Regions from separate parts of the Triticum aestivum genome. Here region 2 is linked to region 1. The links are chromatin contacts, called in public Hi-C maps. All regions are on one chromosome and are shown on one strand. The core of a region is the stretch at or near the end of the contact, and the rest is flanking DNA. Distances in the headings are between cores, read along the strand shown. Region 1 holds the start of LOC123156428. Region 2 holds the start of LOC123159253 (thioredoxin O, mitochondrial).

Evidence for each region. Hi-C and Micro-C count contacts between places; a contact is called where the count stands out from the background.
Region 2: a contact with region 1 is called in a Hi-C map of leaf, with 4 times the contacts expected there. The contact joins the promoter of LOC123159253 here to the promoter of LOC123156428 in region 1. A contact is called at or near these places in 2 of 5 Hi-C or Micro-C datasets (both in leaf).

What each region holds. Positions count from the first base shown.
Region 1 is chr7B:652,666,244-652,673,744 of IWGSC CS RefSeq v2.1, reverse strand. It overlaps LOC123156428, which reads left to right and starts at 4,828. Exons shown (of 6, transcript XR_006478082.1): 1 at 4,828-5,537; 2 at 5,897-6,187; 3 at 6,529-6,593.
Region 2 is chr7B:652,974,496-652,981,996 of IWGSC CS RefSeq v2.1, reverse strand. It overlaps LOC123159253 (thioredoxin O, mitochondrial), which reads left to right and starts at 4,259. Exons shown (of 7, transcript XM_044577078.1): 1 at 4,259-4,455; 2 at 4,560-4,625; 3 at 4,744-4,794; 4 at 4,876-4,955; 5 at 6,961-7,005; 6 at 7,305-7,399. The coding sequence starts at 4,272.

The sequences.
Region 1 (7,501 bases), core at 3,579-6,078:
CAACCAGTTAGCATCAACAGGTATTTGAAGATGATATAACCACTGAACAAAATCATCACGTAATAGGCCGTCACAAGGGCCATACACCGAAACCAGATTCCAAACTTCAGAGTTGTGGACAGAAGTAAAGGACACCACGAGAGCAAAACGCTGGATTTCAATGAGACATCCAGAGAAAAAAGCAGAATTCCAAACAACTAGAATGTCTCCAAAGGCCCCATGCGAGGGAGCAAACGCAGAATTATCAAATCTTCATGGGCAAAATTGTCGGATAGACTTGAGGTCAAAAGATTCACATTTCGTTTCTTGTAAACAAACTATTGAGCAGTTACTTTCCTCAATCTTAGCACGAACATCTCGCTGGCGTTTCTCAGAGTTTAAACCACGCACATTCCAGCACAGAACTTTCCAATTACGAAAACGTGGATTATCCATAAAGAAACTCAAGGAGGTAACCAAACATCTTCACTGCATAACAGAGAAGATAACAGCCAACATGTTCATACAGGCAAATAGATAATAGGAGTTCAGACATAGGCCTAGTGCTGACAACGCTAAGACCATAAACAACCCACAGCTTAATGCCACGGGTAACAGAGGATAGTTCAGACCGCAGACACAAAATAACAAGCTGACGGACACTAAAACCATAACAAAAAAGGAATGATAGTGCATTCCCGCCCAACTGACATCTTGATTCTTCACTTATCATCACGATCTTTGTGCTGGTCCATCTTTTCAGGACGTGCCATAAGCTTGTCCTTGGTGAGCTTCTCTGGTGAAATCCCAAGCGATTCTCCAATACGCTGCATGAGACTAATTAGGGTTGGTGGTGGAGCTGTCGTGCTTTGCTCCTCGCAGCAGACGAGCTCTCCTCCCGAGAGACAGAACCATACCTAGGCTTCTTAGCTCGAGGACATCGTAGAGAAGAGGGTTTGTTGGGGATTGCAGAAATAGGTTTGAAGCCTGAATTCTTGGCGCAACTGCGGGTCATTCTCCTGGTGGAAAAATCCTCTGGAGAACGAACCAGCTTGGTGCCCTGACGACGGCCACGTTTGGACTTGCCTAACATGGATGGAGTCTTGGAAGAAAAGTCAAAATCATCATGTTGAACTGGCTCCTCAGAAAAAACCTCAGGTATATCCACCAATGCTGCAGCTCCTTCAAAATCATCCTGCTCAACTGGCTCCGCAGAAGAACCCTCGGGTAAATAATCTGTGATGCAGCTCCTCCAATCATTCTAGTAGTAGCCTGGCCAAACAAAGACTGGAAGGAGTGCTCCAGCTCCTAGGGCCAGATCCTCATGGGCAAAACCGCCGGTGGGAGCACAGAGAGACAAACAGGCCTGTGAATGTTCTGAATCTCAAAATCCGGCAGAAGGTTCTTAAAAGAACGCTCCCACACCATGGCAGGTGGAAGAACCGGACCAAACACCACCCTGACAATACCCAGATGGATTGGATCAAGAATAACCATTGGTGGATGGACAGCTGGAGGAATGAAGGGGACAATTGCACGCTCCAAATTTTCCTAGACCACAACCTGTTGGACAACTTTAACGTCTGCTGGCTGCTCATCAGAAGAACTGTTGGACACCAAGGAGGTATTCAGCACCATGGAGTTCTGATCTTGGGCTCCTTGAACTTTAGGCTCATGCAGTTGATCGTTCTGTGCAGCTATAGCCTCATCCCAAGGGCCCCATCCATCAGCATTATGTGCAGGCTCAGGCTGCTCTGGTTGATCAACGCCCCAGTCATGACGTTGCTCCGGTTGATGTTGACCATTTGCAGGATTGGCATCCCAACCCAAAGCAGGAAACGGTGGCATTCCCCAGAAGGGTTGTGGGGGAACATGCCCTGGCATAGGATGAGGGTTTCCATTCAGGGGCATTGGGTCTTCATCAGCACCCAACATGGCTCACGCATGATAGCTCATTTCTGAGAACACTTTTTTAAAATAATTGCCATATTACAAGTTTACTATTTTTCTGTCAACTTGGTCACATATCATGATACAATGCGAAGGTTTTCCATTTTTTCTGAATTTTTTGAATTTTTTATGCCCGTTTCAAAATGCGCTCAAAACGCCGGGCTTGACCATTCCTAGCTAGTGGTTGAATTTTGGAAAACTTTTGATGTTTCTCGGATTAAATAGATACTTATGTACCTAGAAATGATTTTTGGAAAAAATAAAAAGCAAACTACGAGGCAGGTGCAGTTCAAATTTGACCCGCTTCCTACTAAATCGGCAGAAATTTGTCTTTTTCACCAGAGTTGGATCAAGGCTTTTGACACCAAACCATTTGGTCAATTGTACATTAAATATGGCCTAGTATTTTAGAAAAATGATTTGGTACAATTTTGGAAAAAATATATGGTAGGTCCTTCACAAAAAAAAACTCATTTCGGGCACTTAAAAAAATGGAAAACTAATTTTCTGTCCAAAGAAAATGAAAACTCCCTTAGGCAACATTGTTTGGAATTCCAAGATGCACCCTTGTCCACAATATGAGATCATTGGAACAAACTATGCCATGAATGAGGCCGTAAGATTGATCATTTGGCTTGAAAGTCATGAATCTTCACGCATGATAGCTCATTTCTGAGAACACTTTTTTAAAATAATTGCCGTATTACAAGTTTATTATTTTTCCTGAAAACTTGGTCACATATAATGACATAATGCGAAGGTTTTCCAATTTTTTTATTTTTTTTGAAATTTTTATGCCCGTTTCAAAATGTGGTCAAAACGGTGGGCTTGACCGTTCCTAGCTAGTGGTTGAATCTTGGAAAACTTTTGATGTTTGTCTGATTAAATAGATACTTATGTACCTAGAAATGATTTTTGGAAAAAATAGAAAGCAAACTATGAGGTAGATGCAGTTCAAATTTGACCCGCTTCCTACTGAATCGGTGGGAATTTGTCTTTTTCACCAAACGTGGATCAAAACTTTTGACACCCAACCATTTTGTTAATTGTGCATTAAATATGGCCTAGTATTTTAGAAAATTGAATTTGGTCCAGTTTTGCAACAAATATATGGTTGGTCCTTCACAAAAAAACTCATTTCGGGCACTCGAAAAATGGAAAATGATTTTTCTGTGCAAAGAAAATGAAAACTCCCTTAGGGAACAATGTTTGGAATTCCAATATGCACCCTTGTGCACAATATGAGATCATTTGAACAAACTATGCCATGAATGTGGCCATAAGATTGATCATTTGGCTTGAAAGCCATGGATCTTCACGCATGATAGCTCATTTCTGAGAACAATTTTTTAAAATAATTGCCATATTACAAGTTTACTATTTTTTTCTTTCAATTTGATCACATATAATGATACAATGCGAAGGTTTTCCATTTTTTTTGATTTTTTTGAATTTTTTATGCCCGTTTCAAAATACGGTCAAAACGTTGGGCTTGACCGTTCCTAGCTAGTGGTTGAATCTTGGAAAATTTTTGATGTTTCTCTTATTAAATAGATATTTATGTACCTAGAAATGATTTTTCGAAAAAATAAAAAGCAAACTACGAGGCAGCTGCAGTTCAAATTTGACCCGCTTCCTACTGAATCGACAGAAATTTGTCTTTTTCACCAGAGTTGGATCAAGGCTTTTGACACCAAACCATTTGGCCAATTGTGCATTAAATATGGCCTAGTATTTTAGAAAAATGATTTGGTACAATTTTGGAAAAAAAATATGGTAGGTCCTTCACACAAAAAACTCATTTCGGGCACTCAAAAAATGGAAATGAATTTTTCGTGCAAAGAAAATAAAAACTTCCTTAGACAACATTGTTTGGAATTCCAAGATGCACCCTTGTGCACAATATGAGATCATTTGAACAAACTATGCCATGAATGTGACCATAAGATTGATCATTTGGCTTGAAAGTCATGAATCTTCACGCATGATAGCTCATTTCTGAGAACATTTTTTAAAAATAATTGACGTATTACAAATTACTATTTTGTCTCGCAACTTGGTCACATATAATGACACAATGCGAATGGTTTCCATTTTTTGATTTTTTTGAATTTTTAGGCCCGTTTCAAAATGCGGTCAAAACGGCGGGCTTGACAGTTCCTAGCTAGTGGTTGAATCTTGGAAAACTTTTGATGTTTGTCCGATTAAACAGATACTTATGTACCTATAAATGATTTTTGGAAGAAATAAAGAGCAAACTACGAGGCAGCTGCAGTTCAAATTTGACCCGCTTCCTACTAAATCGGCAGAAATTTGTCTTTTTTCACGAGAGGTGGATCAAATATTTTGACACCAAACCATTTGGTCAATTGTGCATTAAATATGGCCTAGTATTTTAGAAAAATGATTTGGTACAATTTTGGGAAAAATATTTGTTAGGTTCTTCACAAAAAACCCTTTTTATGCACTCGAAAAATGAAAAAAAAATTGTGCAAAGAAAATGAAACCCCCCAAATCAACATTGTTTGTCATCCCAAAATACACACATGTGCACTATATTGATTCATTTTAATAAACTATAAGGTTGTGTTTGATAGTAAAGTACTAAAAAACTGAAGTATTAAAAACCGTAGTATTCTTTAAAACCATTGTATTTGAAAAAACCGTAGCATTCTTTAAATACGTAGAAAATGCAGAGGTATCAAACGGGGCGTAAGTGGTTAATATGTTGAATGTTTGCCCTAAATAAAAGGATAAAAACTATAAGAGAAAACGACATATTTTTTACATAGCCTTAATTCTGATTGGTGGGATCAGCGAAGGCATGGATCGATGACATGGCATACATCCTTTTTCGTCCATCCAACCATCCCAATCCAGCCACCGCACGACCCCAGACCAACCGTGACTCCTTTCCCACCCCACGATCTCTCCTCTCCTCTCCTCCACATCCGCCGCACCCCCCGCGCCACCTACCTCCTCTCCAGCGGCGACCTCCGCCCACTGCCCCCGATCCTCTCCACATCCCCTCACCTTCTATCCCACAGCAGGGCCCCTAGATCAAGGAGGCAGGCACCGTCAGATCCGCCATGCCCACAGCTCTCTCTGCCCCACCCCAAACCCTACCCACAGCCGCCGCCGTGCTCCATCACCAGCGACCTTGCCGCCGCTGCCCCTCTCCCCTCGCCCTATCTCCATACCTGCGACACCGAGCCGGACGGGAGGAGCCACCGCCCCACAGCACGCGCGTGCCGGTAGGGCGAGGGGATCAGTATGTACAGGCGGTGCCCCCGCCGGATCTGAACAAGAACACCGGGTGGTTCATGTACCTGGCATTCCTAGATCCATCCGCCCCATCCTCTCCTCACCCTATCTTCCTCGGTGTTGGGGCATCCAGATCGAGCAGGTCAGGTGCCCGCGCTCCATGATCTCCATGCGATGCACCGGCGAGGCGACAGAGGTGCTCGTGGTGGACGCCTCCGCCGTCTTCCACCGACACGCAGCCGCGCCCTCCAACGCCGCTCTTCCACACGACGACAGACCTGTGTGCCGCTCGGCTGGGACAGAACCCCGCGCTCGACGATGCCATGGACATGGAGGTCTTCAAGGTACCCTCTTCCTCTCCTTCTCTGTCCCTCACCTCCAATACTTGTCACTGAGCTCGTGACGACGCCATGGCTCACTTGGGCCCTCTGATGCTTGCTCGCTACGGTCTCTCGATGAACACAATTGCTTACTCCTAAAATCCCTAATTCCTAGCGTTTACTCTTGCTGTTCTACATACTGTCATGTACCACTATCATACTCCAGGCTTGCTTAGAATTGCAATTCCACGCTTAGAATCATGACACCACCGAGTCACAGGGACATCTCAACTTCTAAACGAAAAAAATATTATTGTTTGCTGCATTGCATATACCATTACAGTTCTTGATTGAGTTTTTGACTTGCATAATTCTGTCATCAGGGGAAGCTGATACCCACACGGCCAGCTCGTGCTCACTGTGTTTGACCGCCAGCTTGTGCTCTACCGCGACGAGTACCGATGCCCACACAGGTATGACCTGCGTGCCCCCATGACCTTGCACCGGTGCTATGTGCGTGAGCGCATGCGCGCTTGCTGCAATGTCGGGTGTGGTGGTGTGTTGAAAACTTACGATGGGGGCGGCCAGGTGGTGCGTGGCCGTGTGTGTGGCGATGTATGGAGCTCCGGAGATTCCTATTGGATTGCCGAGACTTGGTCTTGGTTCTGCCGTTGGTGTGTTGTCTTTGCTCTAATCTGGTTAAAACTGTGTGATTGGACTAGCAGCATCAGCTCTTTATCTGGAAAAAGAGTACTATCAAGTCCTTAGCTAGCTAGCTAACTAGTACAAGCTGCAACCCAATAGGAACAGTAGCTTTCCTGCACACATCTAGCTAGCTAATTACACTACTAGTATTCAGAAACAACTTTACTTTGAAACTCTGAATCACTTCTCCCTGACAGACACTTCACCAAAAGGCATCCTGTTCCAAACTCTTATTTGTATCATTATTTACCGAATGTTATTTTATTATTTTTGTTGAACTAATCTTGGCTAAATCATCCCTCTTCTGTAGGTCTTTATGAAGCTTTGGAACTGAGGGACGGTGGATCTAACTACTTGGGAAAGGGTGTTTCCAAGGTTCCATTTGAGCGAATTTTATATTAGCGTGAATAACAAATTCCCGGGCTACAGTCTTAAGTAATTCTGTTACCTAGTTAGTGTTAGTGTAGTCTACCGTCGCTCACATCTTTTGGTCTAACATATCTGTAGTGTTACTTATGCATGGTACCTTGCTGCTCTGTTGCCCTGACATTTCTGCATGGTTGTTTTGCATTGCTGGCCTAATTAAACAAGATAAATATGTATACTTCTTTGAGATAGAAATTCCATGCATGTTTATGAGGCACAAATTCTTTGAGATAACCATAACTGTACTTCAAAAGTAAACATTAGCATCTCAAATAACCAGCTTTTTGATGTAGGAGTAGTAGAAACTCCATGGTTTCCTGATTGCTGAACATGGGAGATGTATGTTTTGCATTTCAATTACATAGCAGTACTATGTAATGAAACAGGTTTATTCTTATATTCTTGGTTGTATACTTTGGAGATTTACCATGCAACATCTTTTCATCTAGTAGTAGTACTACTATTGGTTTATCTATAGCAATATACATCTAGTACCTATTGCAATTTTCATTTCCAAGATTAATTTGGTATCCCAGGTCCTGCAGCACTGTCTTCTCTGTTCCTGACTATAAAAATTTCCATGTGTACTAGTAGCATCTAAACCATGCAGACTAAATCATTAGGCACACTGTACTACACACACTAGTTAATGTTCTGTCTTTTTGAGAACATTTTGTATCTGTTGTCTAGTTCTATCCGGTGATACTCGATTAGGGACCCATGTGTTTGAACAACTAGTCAATTAACATGGGTCCCCACTGGTGGTACATCATCAAGTTTGGAAGCAGCTGGAGTGAATGTGAGAAAAGTTGAACAGCTTACACATTTTCCTGAAATGGTATAGCTTAATTTGTTTT
Region 2 (7,501 bases), core at 3,010-5,509, 310 kb before region 1:
CTAGACAAACACAATAGAATGATATACATGCTTCACACGATGGAGCGGGCTCTTCGCCTTTTTTTTAGCGAAAGGGGTCTTGACCTCTAGTTCCAATATTGTACGGTTTCTTTCTAAAGCAGAAAACAATGGACAGGTTTCATTGCCTATTGCGGTGCCAATTGGATTACGGGGTATACTTGGTCTTTTATTTTGCGGAGGGGCATACTTGGCTTGTTACAAAAAGACTAGCTAGTTTATTTGCGGAAAAACTTATGATCTATTTGTTCATCATCATGGCGGTAAAAAGGAACACAAGAAGCAATAGAAATTACATCAATGTTCATAGACTACCTTTCCCTCAAAAAAAAAAGTTCATAGACTACCTAACGATGATTACAACCAATGGAGCAAGCAAAAGGCACGCCGCTATCATTTCCCTTCCTTCATCAAAGCCGGGGCAAGCTTTTTGTAGTACACAGTCAGAAAGTCGTCGTGTTAAGGCCTCAAAGGCTAGCGCATCAGAGCAACGACCATCAACGATGAAGAGTTGCGTAGATCGAACGAATCTAACCCGTAGACACATGAACACAGACAAACGAAGGCCAGATCCAAGCAAATCCAACGAACAGACACTAATCGAATCCCACAAGATCCACTGGGAACTCCACAAGCCCTCCGATGGTGCTAGACGCAATGCCGAGACGGGGGATAGACGAGGAGAACATTATTCATCTTCAGAGAGCCGCTGCCGTCTCGCCTTTCTGAGCAGTACACAAAACCTAAAGGAACTAAAAAAAGACCTAACAATAGAGCAGGAGCCCTCCCACCGGCAAGGGCCGGAATCCAGCACGCCTCCATGGTCCTAAGGCCAAAGGAGACAAAAAAAGATCGGCGACACCGCCAGTGGGAGGCGCGGAAACCCTATATTAGAGGAGAGTTTCTTGTGGAGGAGGAAAAACGCTCTAATTCCGGAAAATAAAGAAGTGGCTAGCTACTGCGTTTATACGAACAATATATATTTTGGGTCTGTCTAGAACACGTCTAGATGTGCCCTAGTTATTTGCGCATCTAAATGACTCAATCAACCATAAAACAAAAGAAAAAGAAAAAAAAGAAAATACACACACGAATTTTACGTAAGATTAGTGAGACCGAATTTAGATGTGCAATACTTATGAATCTAGATATGTCCTAATTATTGCATATCTAAGTGACTCAATCAACCATAAAAAAGAAAAAAATATCCACCCAGATCTTCTTCACGTAAGATCAATGAGATAGGACTTAGATGTGCACTACTTATGACACATCTAGATGTGCTTTAGCAAAACTATTTGTTTGAAAGATCAACTAGTTCGACCACATGGTTCGTCCCCTTTAACCGCCCTCAGATGCTCAATCAAATCTTTCTTCAGTTGCTCAGGAGTTGCTCGACGCCGGATTTGTTGATGCATTTGAACAAACTCGTATTATGCTCTAGAAGTTCGATAGGCTCACCCATGTTCTCAAATTCAAGAGTTGCGACAACATCCTCACCGTCGTCCTCCACAATCATGTTGTGCATGATCGCACAAAATGTCATCACCTTCAACAAGGTTTGTGGACAACTGCAAAACGGGCCTGCAGAACTCCAAATGCCCATTCAACATCTTTTCTAGCTGTTTCTTGTCTTTGGGTAAAGTGAGACTTTTTCTGACCAGCTGGGTCAGAGATGGTATTGAAAAAGGTAGCCCACAGAGGATAGATACCGTCGACCAGATAGTAGCCCATGTTGTATTCATGCCCATTGACATTTATAGTGGCAAGGAGGAGCTTTCCCTTCAGTCATCCTAGTTATCGTACGTGCAACACATTGATGCCATTGTGAGACCCGGACATGCCAAATCCAAAGATCGTGTGATGTAACTCCTTCAGTAATGATGGTTGGCTTCTTAACATAGCCCTGATATTCCCATTATAGAGCTTTTGGGTAATTCTTCCATCTCCAGTGCAGATAGTCAAGAGATTCAAGCAAACCTGGCCACCCACTTCCTTCAGACATTGCAAAGATCTCTCGATGTATGTGATAGTTTGTTCTCTCAGGTACTGAGATTCAAACACCGACACCATGCTAGTAGCAAATATGACTATGGAGTTCCAGGAAGGTTTGGGTTGAGCGACCGGGGTGGTGGAGCGGAGGTGTCGACAATAGAGAAACAGATACAGAGAAAGATGAAAAATAATGGAGGCGCGGGTCCGGGAGGAGTTTTGGGTGAGCTGGGAGTGTCAGAGTTCTACGTGGCTGCTATCCGGACTCCCGCAAAGCACCCCCCCCCCCCCCCCCCGCGTTTGCTTCCGGTTTGTGGGAAAAAGGACCACCCTGCAGACATATACAAGCCCGCCTTGGATGACCAAAAAATGTCCGGACTGTACAGTACAGACGGTTGCAAGCAGTTCGAGGATCAGCTTTGGTGACGCCCTTATGTACAGTCGATTTTTTTTGACATCAAAATACTCTTTATTGCAAGATGATCACCATAGAATATTTTGCAAGAGTATCAACAATCTGTACGTGTGGATCTTCCATCCACACCGCACACACTTTACTTCTACTTAGTTTGACTTAAATTATTGGCAGCACTATTAGTCTCTCTAGGAGCATGTTCAAAAAGAATATGCGGGAAATTGTCGGGCTTTATCTGTGGAAATCTGAGACAAGAATCGAGAGAAAAAAACTAAGGGTGCGTTCGGTACATAGGAATTTCACAAGGAAACTGCAGGAATCCAAAACCCGGGGGAAGTTTCACAAAAGGGACGTTCGGTGTGAAGGATTGGAAGGGAGAGATTCCAGAGGAACGGCTCGATAGCCCTCAGATTCACAGGAAAAAAAGAATCCACCTGATTCTCTTTTTCTGGGCGGAGTCCCGAGGCAATGCAAAGGAAAGCCAATGTACGTGTCTCTGCTGACTCGGTCTTAAGCCCCACAGCTACATGAAGTGACATCTGCAAGAATAAAAAATGAGTTTTTGCACCATCCGTTGTGACTAGGGTCCACACATTCCTTTGTTTCTCTTCCTGCAAGCCGAACGCCAAATCCCAGATCTTTCTCAGAATTTCTGGTTCCTATGTTTTAGCATTATATTCATGTAGTGTTCATGTATCCTGGGAATTCCTATTTGGCGCTTGCAGCGCCCGTTACAGTGCAATTTGCAAACGCCGCATCGGTTCATTGCTAGCGATCGGCTCTAGCCACCACGCTATCCGCCCGCGAGTGTAAATATAGTGCATTTTTTTCTTTTATTCTCATTCTTTAATTTGGTTTATTCTTATTCTTTTTCTCTCACCTTTTTTGTTTTCTTTAGTACGTGATTTTTCTAATTCGTGAAATTATTTTTAAATACGTGAACTTTTTTTCAAATTCGATGAACTTTTTTGAAATTTGGTGAACTTTTTTGAAATTCGATGAACTTTATTAAATTCACTGAACTTTTTTTGAAATTTGATAAACTTTTTTGAAATTCGATGAACTTTTTTTCAAATTCGATGAACTTTTTCCAAATTGGATGAACTTTTTTCCAAATTCGATGAACTTTTTTCAAGTTTGATGAACTTTTTTTTAAAATTTAATGAACTTTTTTCAAATTCAATGAACTTTTTTCAAATTTGATGAATTTTTTTTCAAATTGATGAACTTTTTTTTCAAATTCGATGAACTTTTTTCAAACTCACTAACTTTTTCCAATTTTCAAACTTTTCTTTTCAATTCATGGTCTATATGAATGCATTTTCAATTTATGTTTTGTTTATTCAAAGAATTTATAGGGGGGTATATAATAGTAGTATATGTTTAATGTTTGTACTGTATGAAATATTAAAGAGTGATGATTTCCCAAAATGAGCATCACACCGAGCTTTGGTCCAGTGGTTGACCCATGTGGTCGTTTTGTTGGGCGTTACGAGTTCGACTCCCGCTTTCTCCCAAATAAACCTCGTACACTAAAAATTTTCCCTCGCTTTTTGCTTCTCAGCAGCTTGCTGGGCCGGCCCAGTTCCTGTCCGCGCGGGCGCCAGCGGCGCGAACCGGCGCCTACAGCGCCAACTAGGAGCTCCCATGTATCCTCAGCAATTCCTGTGGTTTCTTCAACTCCAAACCGAACGGGGCCTAACCGTCCGGTGCTGGAACAAGAGGCCCAAGAGCCCACCTGCCGCATTCGGCCCGTATAGGCCCATTCATGATGGGCCTGCCGTACCCACCCAGGCTATTATACAAGGGCAAAATCGTCTTTTACCCAGCGGGATCGATCCGTGGCATGGCTCGCCGACTCTGCCGTCTCCCTCGCCTCCTCCTCCCCCTCGCCGCCGCCCCCAAGCCCCAGCCCCGCCTCCCCGCCCTAAACCCTAGCCCCGCCGCCCACCTCCGTCCCTCTCCCTCCTCCCCGACGCTGACGCCCTCGCTCTCCGCCTTCCCCCGCCTCTTCTCCTCGTCATCCGCAGGTACGCCCGAAACGCCTCCTTCCCCCAACTCCTCCTCCCCGCCGATCCTTCGCTTCCCCGTGGCCCTGGACCGGCGCTGACAGTTTCTTTCCCGGCTCCCGCAGGCGATTCCAGCATGGTGGTCGTCGGCTCCGCGGACTCCTTCGAGGACATCCACGCCAAGGTGCAAGGTGCGGCGCCGATCCCCTCCCTTCTCGCTCCAGCTTTTCCACCGATTCTGTTGGCACTACGATGCGTGCGCGAGTTTCGTTCTCACGTGTGTGGTGTGGTGGCTCTTGCCTTTTGCAGTGGAGAAGCTCCCCGCCGTCTTCTACTACACGGCGGTCTGGTGCGGGCCGTGTAAGTGCCGCCTCCGTGCCATGAATTGGGATTTGAGTGAGTGACTAGAGAGAGCTACAATTATGTTGTTTGGTGTTGCAGGTCGGATGATGGCACCTGTGATTGAGAAGATGAGCAGGCAGTACCCCAAGATACCCGTGTACAAAGTCGACATCGACATGGTAAGCGATCGGATTTCAGCCTTGCTGTAATGTTCATCTGCTAGCATATTCCATGTTAAAGTGTGCTCTGTTTGGATATGAATGGTAAATTTGCATGAGTGTGACTGTATGAGTCTGTTCTAAGTTGTAACCTTATTTTACCAAAGATCACTGCATCACACTCCTTGTGTTCATTCGTCAAGTTGTGTCACGTAAACTGCGACGTTTGAAATTAAGTTATGACAAGTAATTGTTGATAAGACCATGCCTGTTAAAATGAAGCCTTAAGTTGTGATCTCATAGAGTTGGATCTAAATAAATATATCTGTCAGCTTTCTTGGTGAATCAAGTTTGGGCTCACTCAGAGCCACATTTTCTTGTTCACTTGGCTCTCTTAGGAGTTTGAGAATTAAGTTAGCACCGTCACTTGTCCAGGATCATTGTAAAAGTTGCTTCATAACTAGTCCACAGTTAGTTGGATATTCTGTAGGCTCGATCTTTCCAAAAATCTAGCAGGAGGCTTTTGCCGGTGCTAAGTCCTGATTGTTTGGTACGTGTGCCCTTGTTCTTTCTGTAAAACTCCTTAATTAATATGATGAGGCGAAGCTTTTGCCTCCGTTTAAGAAAATATCTATGTGGTGTCACTTGGGCGAAAGTTGTGATGTGGTCATAAGGTCAGTATAGCACCCATTGGGAGGATTTATGCAGAATTACTCTGTTAGAGCATCTCTAGCAGACCCCTTAAACCGCGGAACTGAAAACGCGGTTTTCAGTTCGCGGAAAACGCGTTTTAAGGGTTGGTTTGAGCTGCGGCCGAACAGAGCCCTTGAACTTAAACTGTAAAACCGAATATTCGCTTATATTTTTTTCCAAGTCTTCTTCTTCCTCTCGGCCGTGTCCACGATCAGCTAACTCGCTCCTACGAAACTGGCGTACAGCGCACGAAGTGGCCAAATACGAAGCCGCCGGCGTCTAGCTAGCTGGAAGCGACCAAATACGAAGCCGCCGGCGACCAAAGACAGCGCACGAAGCTAGCTAGCTAGCTAGCTCGAATCAATTCAGCTAGCTAGTTAGCTAGCTCCTTCGTCCGCTCCCCTTAAAAAAATTACAGGTCGTAGTTGTTTACGGGTTCTATTCCGGTCACTTTTTCCGTCTAAAACTGTAAACCGGCGGTTATTTTACAGTTTCGTGCGTTTTAAGGGGTTTGCTAGAGATGCTCTTAGGTTGGTGGAATTGCACTATGACCATTAAAAAAGTTTGCTCCTATACCATACATGCTAAAGGGAAGCCTCAAGTTGTACTCTGTTAGGTTGGTTGGTTGGTTCAGCATAGCTATATTTGCCAGCTTTCTAGCATTACGACGGTTGAAGCTTGGTATAACTCAGAGCCACAGTATTTTTTCTCTCTCAGTTAGCCTTCTTTTAGAACTTTGAGAATACATGAAATTGCTTTGTAACTGGTCTGCACTTAGTTAAGCAAATTCGTCCAGACGAGTTACCTTCGGCAACATATTCCAGACACGCATGATCTATGCAGTATCACTTGCCTGAAAGTGATGATGCGGTACCAGGCATGTACCCAGTATAGACCAATGCAATTTAGTAATCCTATTTAAAATTACTGTTCATGATTTCCTTGTATGGGCATACTCATTTTTTTATAGTAAGAGATTGACTTGACAGTTAGTCCATACCTGCATAGTGCTCTCAGTAGAAAAGATTCAAAATCAAGTACTGTTTGTTGAGGTGCTGTTCAGTTCAGTGTTTTTACTCTATTGTGAATTTGGGATTGCGTGTAAAGGGGACAAATGTTACAGTGGTTACTTCAGTTTGTTAACTGGATGTCTTATTGGGAATAAACACCACGACAGTTGTCAGCACATGCCAGGTGGAATGATTTGACCATGCAAGGTGGAATGCATTTCAAATACATTAAAAGTCATTGCTGTTGTGGCTATATTTATATTTCTCAACAGTATGCCTGCTCCTGTTATTGATACACTATTTCTTTTCCTCTTGTGCTGCAGGATGGACTTGGGACCAGACTTAGTAACCTGAAAATATTCTCCATCGTAAGTTGAATACCTGAAATTGTAATTCATGATATTTTTGTTCTTATTTTTACAGTACTATTCTGTTTCATGGTAATGATGCGTTACATATGTTTTTGTGACTGGAGGAGTCTGAGAATATGCATTGATTCAACCTTACTTTTTTTAAATGCATACGTGCATGTTCGTTGAGTTCACTTAAAGTGAGAGCCAGATTATAGAAATATCCTTCTACCAGCATGTTTGTGTATTTTGTGTTCTTACCAACCTTCATCCTAACTCGTAATCCAAATATTTGACTCTTGCTGAATCTGGCACAGCCAACTTTCCACTTCTATCACAAAGGCGAGAAGAGCAGCGAAGTGGTTGGTGCTGACGTGAAGAAGCTTGAAGCTGCCATGGAAAGTCTTCACAAGTAAGATCTTATATTTCTTCTCGTCCTTTTTTTCTTTTTCTTGGTACACAAACAGTACAGTGCTGTTTGAATGATCTCATCTGCGGTGAAGTAAACGAGAAT